Regions from separate parts of the Sus scrofa genome. Here regions 2, 3 and 4 are each linked to region 1. The links are chromatin contacts, called in public Hi-C and HiChIP or PLAC-seq maps. All regions are on one chromosome and are shown on one strand. The core of a region is the stretch at or near the end of the contact, and the rest is flanking DNA. Distances in the headings are between cores, read along the strand shown. Region 1 has its middle 91 kb from the start of COL1A2. Region 2 holds the start of COL1A2 (collagen type I alpha 2 chain). Region 3 has its middle 21 kb from the start of COL1A2. Region 4 overlaps COL1A2 (collagen type I alpha 2 chain).

Region 1 (2,740 bases), core at 240-2,739:
GTTGAAGTCCTTAGATTGTGGCTTAGGATCAGCATAAGGACACATATACGGTGATTTTTTAAGATGCTATTAATCATATTCCCGATAAATAAGATGGATATTGCACCCCGGATGTTTTAAATTATCCTTATACTTGCTCTTCAGTTAGGTTACTATATGTAGAATTTAGACTACCATTGATCAAAAAGAGAGAAGGTTGAAATTAAAACAGGAATGCTGTTTGGAAGTCCCAAATGCCAGCCACTGTTAGTTATTTAAATTCAAAACATGGGAATGAAAGACAGTCATATAATTATGGTGAATGTTTTTGTATGCCTACCATTTATCATACACTTTTCCAATTCTTTACATGAATTTAGTCATTACTCATCCTACCAGCTCCTTGAGGTATTATGATTATTATTTCCATTTTACAGATAAGGAAACAGGCTCAGCAGGTCAAAGAGTTGCCCCAAATCCCAAAGCTAGTGGGAGGGCAGGGATGCAGACCCAAACAGTCTGATTTGGAAACCTATATTCTCAAACACTACAGGATGTCTTTTTGATATGAGATGTGCCCGAAATGATAAAAGTTCAGCAGAGGAAAGAACTAGAAATCAAAATAATCTTCTAACTGAGAAAGAATGTCTTAGAGAACCGAAATCTTTTACAGCAAACACTTTGTTTTGGAGATAAAGAAACTGTAGCCAAGACAGCTCGGATAACTTGCTTGAGGTTACTTATAGTTCGTTTGTAGCAGAGGTGAAACTGGAGGCAGAGTGGGCATTCCTGACAGTCATTAATTCAACCATTGTTTATTGTACCAAGCGCTTTTTAGGTTTTGAAGACACAGTGCAGCACAGCAGATGAGGTTCCTGCCTGTAGGAAAATTACATCATGACCAGAAGAGTAATTTGACATTAGACTAGGTTACCAAGGGAGACTGTGGAACTCCCAGGTTAAAGTATTAGGAAAGTGGGGATAAAGCATGAGGCAGGGGGAGTGGGCTTGATATCAGTTCTACTGCATTTTAGAGATACTGATATTCATGGATAAGGTGTACAAGGGATAAGTGTTAGAGGCAAGCAAGATTCAAACCCACCCTGATTCCCCTTCACAGTGGATTGTGTGTGTGTGTGTGTGTGTGTGAGAGAGAGAGAGAGAGAGAGAGAGAGAGAGAGCAAGAGTGAGCAAGAGAGAGAAAACACATTATGACTTGCTGGCTAGGGGGTAGCTCTTCTCATTGGTCAGTAAAGCTGGTTGGAACAAGATCTTGTCAGATTGCCTGGAACCAGAGATCCATTTTTTTGGCAGAACCCACACAGCCCAATAAACCTCACCTTTTTATTCAGGCCTAAGTTCATTAGAGATTCAAACTTACTGGTGTGCATGTGATTCTAGGTTGGAGATCCTGCTGTGCTAAGGAGAATCTGACAGCCACAGAGGGGGTGACTCAGACCCAAGAGCTGGGGACCAGTGTGCCATCTCCTCCCTCCCCCTACAAAGTTAATCATTTTGGTGTGTGAAGATCCACTACACACTGAAAGGCCAGGTCAGCTTGCCACTTTATATGGCTCCTTAGGGGGCATTAGCAAAAAGTAGGTTTTCTACGTGGAGTAATTGGAGTAAGGTATCCGCCACTGGAGGAAATTTATAAAAGGCATCCTTCCCAAAGTCTCCCTGTTGGCTGACAAATTAGAAAAAGAAGCTCCACCTGGATGAGTACAGCCCTGGGTCAGTGTGCTTGGGGAGATGGGCCACAGCCCTGCTTCCAAGGGTCTTGGTGCCTTAAACTTTGAGGAGCCCAGATGAGTGTGAGGTCTCAACAACTCACTCATCACCGCTCTACAGGGGTGAAGTAGGACAAGAGGGTGGGTGCTTTTTGCCTTTGAGAATTGGGATCCTGTGGAGGGTTTCTCAGCATCAGGCACCCGATCCCTCTGGTCTTCCTGAACCCACAGCTCACCCACCTCCCTGTCAGAGCTAACGTGGCAGAGATGGTTGGGCAGTGGTTGGGAGGTGGTTACTGGCTCAGGGCCCTGAAACACTGAGTAATTCCTAGGATGGCTGAGACTGAAGGCACCATTCCAGACACTTCCACGTTGTCTGAAATTAAAAAAAAAAAAAAAAATCACCACCACCCAGCCCAAGCTGTTGGAGACAGATCCTTTGGCTCTGAAACAAGACCCATCCCTTTTATGGAAGGACATTGTTGGAAAGTCATACCATATAGGAAAGCCAAGATTCTTTCCCCATTTTTATAGGACTGGGAGGGACCAAATCAAGAGGAGGGATGAAGGGGGATGGCTAAAGGGAATTGCATTGCTTTTCCAGAAAGTTTTGAATCTACATTATAACTCTTGGCTTATAAAGACAAAGGTTTGAACTTCCTCTCAGAGCTCCTCCAGTGAAAGAATCGACCACTTTTATGCAGCCCCTGGTGCTGTGTCAGTGCTGTGGACTTAAGAAGGAGTCAAAAAGCATGGGGTTTATGATTGCAGGAGAAATAAGACAAGATACATTGCACATCAAATCCTATAAACGACAACCCGGCGTGGCCAACAAAAATAGGCCATCACAGCTGCACTCTGAGTGTTTATTTATTGGAGGAGAGAAGGTACAGTCAGGAAAAAGGGGAATCATGTCAGGATGTTATTGGAGTCAAGCAGATTGACTGCCTTGAGTGACATCCCTGGCTGCATCAAGCAGTTGGGTCAGAGACATGAGAACATTTGACATGTGGACTTACAGCCCCAGTATA
Region 2 (2,768 bases), core at 56-2,555, 91 kb before region 1:
GGCATATGTGGGTGGAGCAAACATTTTTGAATTGTTGGGTGTGGCCAGATACTCCTCTTACCCCATCAAGCCAATATCTTTGTCTGGTAATTAGTCGGCCATTTTCAAGACAAAACCAGACTCTCTTCATTCTATCTAGACCTGGAAATCTGGTTTTATAACCTACAGCTGGAAAGCAGCCTTGGAGCCCATCTAATCTCTATGCTGCATTTTATAGTAAAGGCTCAGTTTGACTTGCCTAAGGTCACATGATAAATTAGTGGCAAAGTCATGGGAAAAACCCCAGTCCCATGAGTCTCAGATCAGTGTTGACATTTCCCAACTTGGTATGTTCAGGATGTCTGCTATTGTGACCATGTTAAAGAGATAACTCTCAGGCTCAATAAAAGAGCAGATTTTAGATAAATAATGTTACCATTTCCATGACCAGATAATGAATTGAGAAATTAATTTTACTTTTCAGAATGTATCCATTTTTCTCCCCAGGATACACTTACTAGCTATTGGGATTGGCTTCAATGAGAAATGTAGATCATTCTCAGTATAAACCTGCAGTCTTTAAATGGGGTTCCATCAGCCCTAAGTCTCGGCCCCAGTGCTCTCATTGTCCTCCCTCCAGAGGGCGCCTCAGAGTCGTCATCATCCAGACTAGTCTTAAAACACCCTGAAGAGAAAAAGCCTTTAGGGGGTGAGTTTTTAATTACTAAATTAAAGGGCTTTGTAAACTAAGCCCCAAGTTTCACAAGGTGGGCATCGGTGCAGTTTTAGGCGGAGGCCTTTGCCTGCCTTCATCACTTCAGTTAATATCTCATTCTTAAGGAAAAGTCTTTGAGCTTCATTAACGGGAAGAGTCAGACCAAGTTAACAGTCTCTGAGTTAAAAGTAACCTAACTTCTGGCAAGAGTCGAGCCTTTTTTGTTTTCATTTCTAAAGTCTTTTCCATGTTTTTCATCACTGCCAGCTTTCCTCCACATGCCAGAAAGCCTTCCCTCCAAGCTGTATCTAGAACTTTGTTTAAGGTTTCCTTTTCAGACCAGGATGCCCACCCATCTAACTCTTTCCCAGACTGCCCCAAACAAGCTGAAGGCACTTACATTGGCATGTTGCTAGGCACGAAGTTACTGCAAGCAGCAACAAAGTCCGCGTATCCACAAAGCTGAGCATGTCTACCACTTAGACATGCAGACTCCTTGTGTAGCAGAGCCCCTGGGTCACCGGCGGAGGTATCACCTGGCGGGCGCAGGCATGCAGTCGTGGCCAGTACCTCCAACTTTGCCGAAACCTCCTGCCGCCTGGGTGCTAAAATAATAAAGCCCGTATCTGCCCTATTTATACGGCCAAAGTTTCTCTGGCCGGAGGGTGCCTCCAAAAGCGCTTCCACCAATGGGAGGGCTGGGGCTGGGGGCCCGGGCAGCCACAGCTGGGAGGAGACTGCGGGGGCGCAGAGGAGGGAGAGGAGGAGGGGGGAGGGACGTGGCCAAGGGGCTGGCTTCTTAAATTGGTTCCATTCTTTTTGAGGACGTGGACACTTTTGAGGCTTTCAAGGGGAAACTCTGACTCGCTGTCTGCATACCTCCGCCCTCCCCATCCCCCCGGCCTTCGCCCGCCCTTTCCAAGTTTGGAAACACTTTTGGACACGTCGGAGAGCTCTGCTGACACCAACGTGGGCAGAGTTTGCAGATCTCGGGGCAGCAGGGCAGCTGTAGAGGGGAAGGGAGCCCAGAGATCAAAGCAGGAGCTGTCCAGCCCTACCTACCTTGTGCCCTGCGGGCCACTGGCAGGGTGGAGCGCCCGGCAGGCGCGGAGGGGGCTAGGGAAGAGGGAGCAAGGATCCGACAGCGTGGCGCAGCTGGAGGCCGCCCTCCCTCCGCCCCCTGCACCCCGCCCCCCACCCCCGCCCAGCTTTTCTCCAGCTTTGGGTCGTGTGAGCACCCACTTTTTCAGCAGTAACGCTCCCTCTCTCTTCTGGCTCCAGGAAAGGGTGAGGTGGGGGTGGGGGTTCTATCTGTAGAGGGTTGAGTTGGGAGTCTGAGGACGCCCACTGCTGGGAGGATGGGGAGGGGAGCAGGCTAGGGGCAATGTTGCATCCTCCATCAGGGTGGATGTGCTTTGGGAATGCCCGACTAGACCATGCCATCGGAGAAATTCTGCAACCTCCCCACTCCCTTCTGTTGAGACTGATTCTAAACTGAGGCAGTGGGGATTACTTGGCCCTGCCAAGTGATTGCACCTGATGAACCGAGACAGACCTCTCTTGGCAGTGTTTCTGAGGTTGCATGGAAAATCCAGCCCCTTCCCTTCAGGTTTCCGATCTCCCCACTCCTCCTCTGCCCAGACTTCTTGTCTGGGTTTACCAGCTCCATCCTGAGCTGGACTCAGATGAGTCTCCAGTGAGTCCCTGCATCACTCTCGTCCCCTCTGCCAACTCATCTACCCCACTCTTACAGGAGACACCCAAGCACCTTCCAGCTCCTCTCCAAACCTTGAGGAGAGAGCTTAGCCCGTAATAGGGACTTCTGATTTGAGTTTGGGATACAGGGAGTCTTGTCTGGTAATACCTCAAGCAGCGCTCCCACCAGCATGGCTGTTAGCTCTCTCCCTAACACCCAGCCTCCTTCTCCCCTTCCCACTCTGTTCCCCAGCAGGGAGAGGAGGAACTGGGCCCTTGACCCTGAGGCACTGGAAATGAGAGGCCAGAGCTCCTGAGAATCCAGAGTACTGAGTGCAGTCAACTTCAGTGGATGGCCCTTTTCCCAACCCTCTTGAGA
Region 3 (2,947 bases), core at 282-2,781, 70 kb before region 1:
TCTAGGAATCATTAGAAAGAAAGCAAGACTGTACCTCATTTAAGTTGGTGGTGGAATTAGGAAGTACGAGTAGTGAGGGCAGACTGTCCACTTATTCAAGAAGTTTAACAGTAAAGGAAAAATAGGATATCCTCTGCAATAGAACTAGAAATAAACTCTTCATGATCACTGTTCTTCTCTGATGGTCATTTGTAGGAGTCGTGTGCATGCCTACAGGCATGCGAGTGCGTGCGTGTGTGTGTGTGTGTGTGTGTGTGTGTGTGTGTGTGTGGATATGGCTATATACATGTAGCAGTATTTTCCAAGCCAGGTTCTGTATTAAAATCACTAGAAGACCAGTTACACTTCTTAGGGCCCTGAACCAGACTTAGTGAGTGACAGTTTTTAGAGTTGGGTCCCAGGGATCTACAGGTAAAAAAAAGCTCACAAAGGGAGTTCCCTGGTGGCTTAGTGGGTTAAAGATATGGTATTGTGACTGCTGTGGCTCAGGTCACTACCGTGTTGTGGGTTTGATGCCTGGCCCGGCACAGTAAAAAAAAAAAAAAAAGAGCTCATAGACACTAACTTCAGGGTTTTGGTATCTCTGGCATATCCAGGGACCTTGGGTTTCACAAAAAAGTGGATGTCTTCACTGGGGTAGTGCTAAAATGCAATTAAGTTTTTAAAATGGGAAATTGTGAAATGAAAACTATAATATGAATTCAAGATGTAAAACCAAACACAGAAGACAATTGAATATCTCTAAAGACAAACATTTCAGTAATGACTGAAAAAGTCAATATACTTAAGATAGTTTTTTTTTTTTTTTTTTTTTTTTTTTTTTTTTTTTTTGCCTCAGCAAGCAACGTGGACAATTTAATGAAAGTCTGTCATCAGAATTCTAAGCCATTTTCCTTTTCCTCTTTCTTTTTTTTTTTAAAACTGGGCTGGGGGAGGAGGGTAAAAAGAATGTGGTTTGGGAGGCCAGTTAAAGCTCAGGAATTATTTCAAACCAAACCCTTTTCCCAACCATTTCAAGTCTGGAAGTCTAGATATTGGGGGCAGGGGAGTGAGGAAAACTTTGTGGAACCATTTGTCATTTCCTGGGAGGCACCCTGTCATTAACCCTTAAGGGAACAATATTGAATATACATACTTCTGGGATTTGACTAAGAGTATGTTCAACCCTAGCCATTTTCTTTCTGTATTTCAGATTGGTATTTTCCTAACCTACACCGCAGGGGAAAAGAGTGGCTTTCCTCAAAAAAGAAGCAAATAACTGCCATTTGGGGATGTCAGTGAGACCAACACTATTGAACGCCTTTGTTTTCACATTTTCTTGTGAAAACACACACAAAAACAGCGTCACATTTTATTAATCTTATTTAGATATAAATTAATTCATAGTATTATGTGGTAGGTATTGATTTCAAAGGAAACTCTTTATCAAAACAGTATCTGGCTTCTATTTTGAACTAGTATGCCAGGAAAGGGTTACAGGAGCCTGTCTCTTCTTGATGTATAACAGCTGGTAAGAAAGCACAGCCTCTCCCTCAGCTCAGCTCAGTTGTGTAAGTAACTCAGGGCCATCACCATCCCCCACTGCCTTGCTTCACTTAGTAAAATTCCTTGTGAAAGTTGAAATCCAGTGGTAAGCAAAGGAAGCAGCTTTGGCTCATTAGTTTTGGAAGGACTAAGGGTGAGATTGCTATAGTTTAAAAGGAGGTTTTAAAGCAACAACTGGTATGCAGACTCCAAGATTCATGGTTGGAGTGTTGCTCCTGAAAAGGAATAATTCAGGATGAGGAATAGTCTTGGCTTTATTGAGAGCCTGAGCTAGAATTGGAAGCCCCAAACCAAAATCGCAATCAAGTCTGAAAGCTCGGCATCTTCAATTACGTGAACACTACTTGGCAGCTTTTTACCGTATGTGACTTACAGTAGGTAACAACTTCCATTGTCCCTCTAATCAGTGTCTTACAGAACTGAGCTTGCTCGCTACAAATAAACAGGGACACAAAGATGAAGTGACCACAAAATGGCACACCCTTGGGTCAGCATAATAACCACTTAGGTTGTGGAGAAATCCACATGATTCATGAGGTCCTTAACTAAACACATTAAGGAACTATATATTACATTTTCTCCGAGTCAGAATAAGTGCTTTAAATAGCAATCGGAAAGGAGAGGTCGAAATGTTGGTCTCGGAACGGCCTCTCTCTCTCTGTCTCTCTCTTTCTGTCTCTCTCTCTCTTTCTCCCTCTCGCTCTCCCTCATGAAGATAAAGTGTCAGAGTGTAACCCTCATCTTTTGAGTAAAATTAAGTCCCCAAGGAAATAAAAGCAACTCATTTTTCATTTAAATCCAATCATAGCCTGGGTGGATCCAACACCCTAAAATGCTCATGTGGACGCCACAGAACTGATTTAAAAGATAGGAGTTGGGTGGGGGAGAGAGGGAGGGAGAAAGAGATGTGGGGAGTGGGGAGAGCACAGAAGTTTTCTAAAGGCATAAGTTCCGCTTCAGAAAGGGACGACTGGTTTCTGGGATGGAGGCTGAGAGCAAGTGCCCTCTGTGAGGGCGCCTCTGTTGAGCCACGCTGGCCTCTCCCTGGAAGGGAGGGCTGAGGCCACAGCTGGGCTGGGCTCCAGCTGGTCAGCTATGTGGCACTGCTGCTATTGTTGAACAAAATTCTTTCCTCATTACACATCTCTCTTCTCAATTTAATAGAAAGTACAGTTCTTAGAATTTTTCTCTTCGTGAACTTGAAGGAAATCAGAAAAGTCCTCTTTAACAAGGGACTATTCGCTGAATCGGTAACTTGAAGCTGCTTTATATAAAATTATTAGAACACAGAGAAAAGAAACAGGAACTTGATCAATCCTATAGGATGAATATTCACGCAAAATTCATAATTTACCAGTGGAGAGGTCCGTTAGGGCCGACTGGCTCTTTTTAATGGACTCTA
Region 4 (2,971 bases), core at 268-2,767, 110 kb before region 1:
TCAAGCGTGCGATGTTGCCATGGGATGAAACAATCATTTTCTGAGTTCATAGATCTTCCTGTATAAAGTGTCAAAAATCATGTCCTTTTCTAAATAGGATGTCGGCACACACACAGCCAAGTCAATCTCATGTGTACAATTCTCTCTTTCTCCTCTCTTTTCATACCCTTGTCACCCTCTTCAGTTTTCCCTGCCATATTTTTCTTTTTCCTTTTCTCTTTTTACTCTTGTGTTCCTCTGGAGTCTGTAATCACAATGCATTACTTTGTGTTCTCACATTTCTATGTAGCTGACACTTACTTTCAGTGTGTTCACATGTAAATAAACTATGGAGTAGACTTGATACGGATGCAATTTGTCTTTGAAAATATAATGGAAAATGAGCAACTCTTACCGCAGGACCTTCTTTACCAGCTGGACCAACATTTCCAGGGGATCCAGGGAAACCCTGTAAAACAAATGAGGACACTTTCATATTGGCCACTGTAACACATATGTTCAAAGCTCCAATTAATTGAAATCTCACAAAAGCACTTTTCCCCCACTTTTTGTTTGGTTGCCTAGGGAAGATCATTAGGAGTATTAGTCACTAGTTGGGAAATATGAAAAGAGCTCTGAAATCTTTCTTCTTTATATTTTTATGCCTTTCTTTTTATTAGTGCAACTCATCCACTTAAAGATATCTCAAGAAACTTGAGCAAGATACTATGTGGGAAAAATGTATATGTTATTTACCTTATAATACAAAAACAAATACTTTCAGTAAGCAATTTTCAAAGTATATTTTTTTGTTGTTAGATTTGGTATCTTTATTACTTGTTTATGATACAATTACAGTTAATACTCATCCGTAAGAGATAACAGAGGCAAAAAATTACTCTATTGCTATGGGTTAGAGTGTCTACAGATCTAAAGGTCATTTCTCCATAGCTAGTGTGATGCTGAATACATTATGGCACTTTGTGATTGCTGGAAAAATGATTCACTTATGAATCTAATAAACTGATAATGTATAGTCCTAATATGTTTCACGAACACCTTATATAAAACTCCCAAATTCAGATAAAAGATTCATGCTGATAGAAGAACCACCCTAATTTGGATATATTAAAATAAATCTGTTCTTCCCAAAACCTCATAGCCATTGTATCAAGTAATAGGGAATTTATGAACTAACCAAATTTGTCAAAGTAGCTACTGGGCTTTGATAAAGTTAAATTAAAAAGGGAACTGTCAGCATGTCTAACAATTAACTTTTGATTTTTTAATTTCTGTCTTTAAATATTAATCATCTCTTTAAAAAAGGAAACAGTGCTGGGTGTGTCTTGTTCAGAATCAGTATGAAACTTACTCGGGGTCCCATAAGGCCAGGCTCTCCAGGGCGACCAGAATCTCCATTGGGACCTCGAACACCAGCAGGGCCAGTTGGACCACGACTACCAGGAGGGCCCTATTAAAAAGAAGGGAGAGGGAGGTTACTAAAGCCAATTACATACCTGACATACCAACCACCAGAAGCATCAAGTTCCTTCCCAGGAAATGACTAATGGTCAACTTACCATGACACCAGCTCTGCCATCAGCTCCAGGGAGACCACGAGAACCAGGATTTCCCTGTAAGAAAGTACATGAAACAGAAGAGAATTGGAGAAAATTCTTGAATCAGGTGGAGCAGAATTTATTGAAATATGGCATGCATGCAGGAAATCTTGATTCCCTTAAGGAGGAGATACAATTACAAGCGAAGCCGAAATACTTCATCCAACCCCAAAGGAATGTGTAGAGAAAACATTCTGCAAAAGTAGGTCAACATTGTTTCCAGACCGATTTTTATAACATATCATATTAAGAGTCAGTGATTTAATAAAGCAGATGGAAAGCAGATGCTTTCTTCGTCTAGAAAATGCACTCAGTGATTCTGACCAATTCCCAGGGAAGGGGTACCTCTTGTGTGTCTGGGTGTTAAGAGCATTTGGAACCTACCCTCAGCCCAGGAGGTCCTGGGGGGCCAGCAGATCCAACTTCTCCATTGGGGCCTCTCTTTCCTTCTTCACCACTGGGACCAGGAGGACCTTGGGGCCCAGCAGCACCCTATTTAATGAAGGAAAAAATAAAAAGGAGGGAGAGGAAAAATAAAATTTGGTTTCATACCCATCTAGACAAAGAATAATAACTTAAAAAAGTAGAAATATTACTTTTTGAATTGAAAAACTAGTAACTCCATGAAACTGTCATTATATAACTACTTACAGGCTCGCCCTTGTTGCCGCTCTCTCCTTTGGAACCAGCTGGACCAGGCTCACCCTAGGGTCCAATACAAAACAGTGGTTAAATCACATTTGTCACAACTCTCTGGCAGACAAATATCAGGGACTACTTATGGATCAATTAAAGAGAGCTCTAGGTCTTTAAGAAATATGCTCAGTTCATATTTAAATGACTACAGAGGAACAGTCTTGAAAGGACAAGACTGATATAGGAATGGGCCTCACTGACCTTTGGGAAATGTTCTAGGATAGCAGGGAGGGTGTATCTGTGTATTAGAGAGTATACATACATGTGCATGAACTTATAGAAGAAATACAAACTAAAAATGCTAAGGAAGAAATAAGGATGATAAAACGACAAGAGGAAGTCTAGATGGGGATGGAGTGATGACAGCGCTCATATTTTGGGATGATAAAAGCATCAGTCATGACCACTTACAACAAGACCTCTGGCACCAGTAGCACCAGCAGCACCAGCAGGGCCAGGAATACCTCGAGGCCCAGGGAGGCCAGGAGCCCCAGCAACACCAGGCAGGCCCTGGGGAAGAAATGCAGCATGCGTCCATCATGAGGCAACTGGCAGGAGGGACATCATTCATTAAAATACCTTTAAAACCACAGCAGCACATTTTAGCCAAATACTCACAGCAGCACCCTTAGCACCAGGAAGGCCGTTGGCTCCAGGGTTGCCCTATGAAGAAAAGG

Evidence for each region. A called contact is a pair of places that touch in the nucleus more often than the background predicts. HiChIP or PLAC-seq counts read pairs in DNA pulled down with a chosen protein or histone mark.
Region 2: an H3K27ac HiChIP or PLAC-seq map of skeletal muscle shows a contact between it and region 1. The contact joins the promoter of COL1A2 here to the enhancer-like site in region 1. A contact is called at or near these places in 1 of 5 promoter capture datasets (fetal skeletal muscle), 21 of 47 Hi-C or Micro-C datasets (alveolar macrophages, brain, embryonic fibroblasts and 13 more) and 1 of 2 datasets of contacts at active chromatin or transcription factors (skeletal muscle).
Region 3: a contact with region 1 is called in an H3K27ac HiChIP or PLAC-seq map of skeletal muscle. The contact joins two enhancer-like sites. A contact is called at or near these places in 6 of 47 Hi-C or Micro-C datasets (embryonic fibroblasts, fetal skeletal muscle, fibroblasts and 3 more) and 1 of 2 datasets of contacts at active chromatin or transcription factors (skeletal muscle).
Region 4: a Hi-C map of embryonic fibroblasts shows a contact between it and region 1, with 2.7 times the contacts expected there. The contact joins two enhancer-like sites. A contact is called at or near these places in 6 of 47 Hi-C or Micro-C datasets (embryonic fibroblasts, fibroblasts, omental adipose tissue and 1 more) and 1 of 2 datasets of contacts at active chromatin or transcription factors (skeletal muscle).

What each region holds. Positions count from the first base shown.
Region 1 is chr9:74,082,595-74,085,334 of Sscrofa11.1, reverse strand. No RefSeq gene overlaps it. Among named protein-coding and RNA genes, the nearest start is that of COL1A2, 91 kb to the left of the region's middle. Within about 2 kb of position 1,489, at least 25 of the 83 cell types and tissues checked have an H3K27ac peak or open chromatin away from gene starts, as enhancers often do. A contact at or near this core is called in embryonic fibroblasts, fetal skeletal muscle, mesenteric adipose tissue and 2 more, where this site is marked.
Region 2 is chr9:74,173,021-74,175,788 of Sscrofa11.1, reverse strand. COL1A2 (collagen type I alpha 2 chain) reads right to left here and starts at 1,305. Exons shown (of 53, transcript NM_001243655.1): 1 at 1,095-1,305. The coding sequence starts at 1,164.
Region 3 is chr9:74,152,300-74,155,246 of Sscrofa11.1, reverse strand. No RefSeq gene overlaps it. Among named protein-coding and RNA genes, the nearest start is that of COL1A2, 21 kb to the left of the region's middle. Within about 2 kb of position 1,531, at least 44 of the 83 cell types and tissues checked have an H3K27ac peak or open chromatin away from gene starts, as enhancers often do. A contact at or near this core is called in embryonic fibroblasts, fetal skeletal muscle and skeletal muscle, where this site is marked.
Region 4 is chr9:74,189,152-74,192,122 of Sscrofa11.1, reverse strand. COL1A2 (collagen type I alpha 2 chain) reads right to left here. Exons shown (of 53, transcript NM_001243655.1): 18 at 2,913-2,957; 19 at 2,706-2,804; 20 at 2,250-2,303; 21 at 1,983-2,090; 22 at 1,560-1,613; 23 at 1,352-1,450; 24 at 395-448. Among named protein-coding and RNA genes, the nearest start is that of COL1A2, 16 kb to the right of the region's middle. Within about 2 kb of position 1,517, at least 12 of the 83 cell types and tissues checked have an H3K27ac peak or open chromatin away from gene starts, as enhancers often do. A contact at or near this core is called in embryonic fibroblasts and omental adipose tissue, where this site is marked.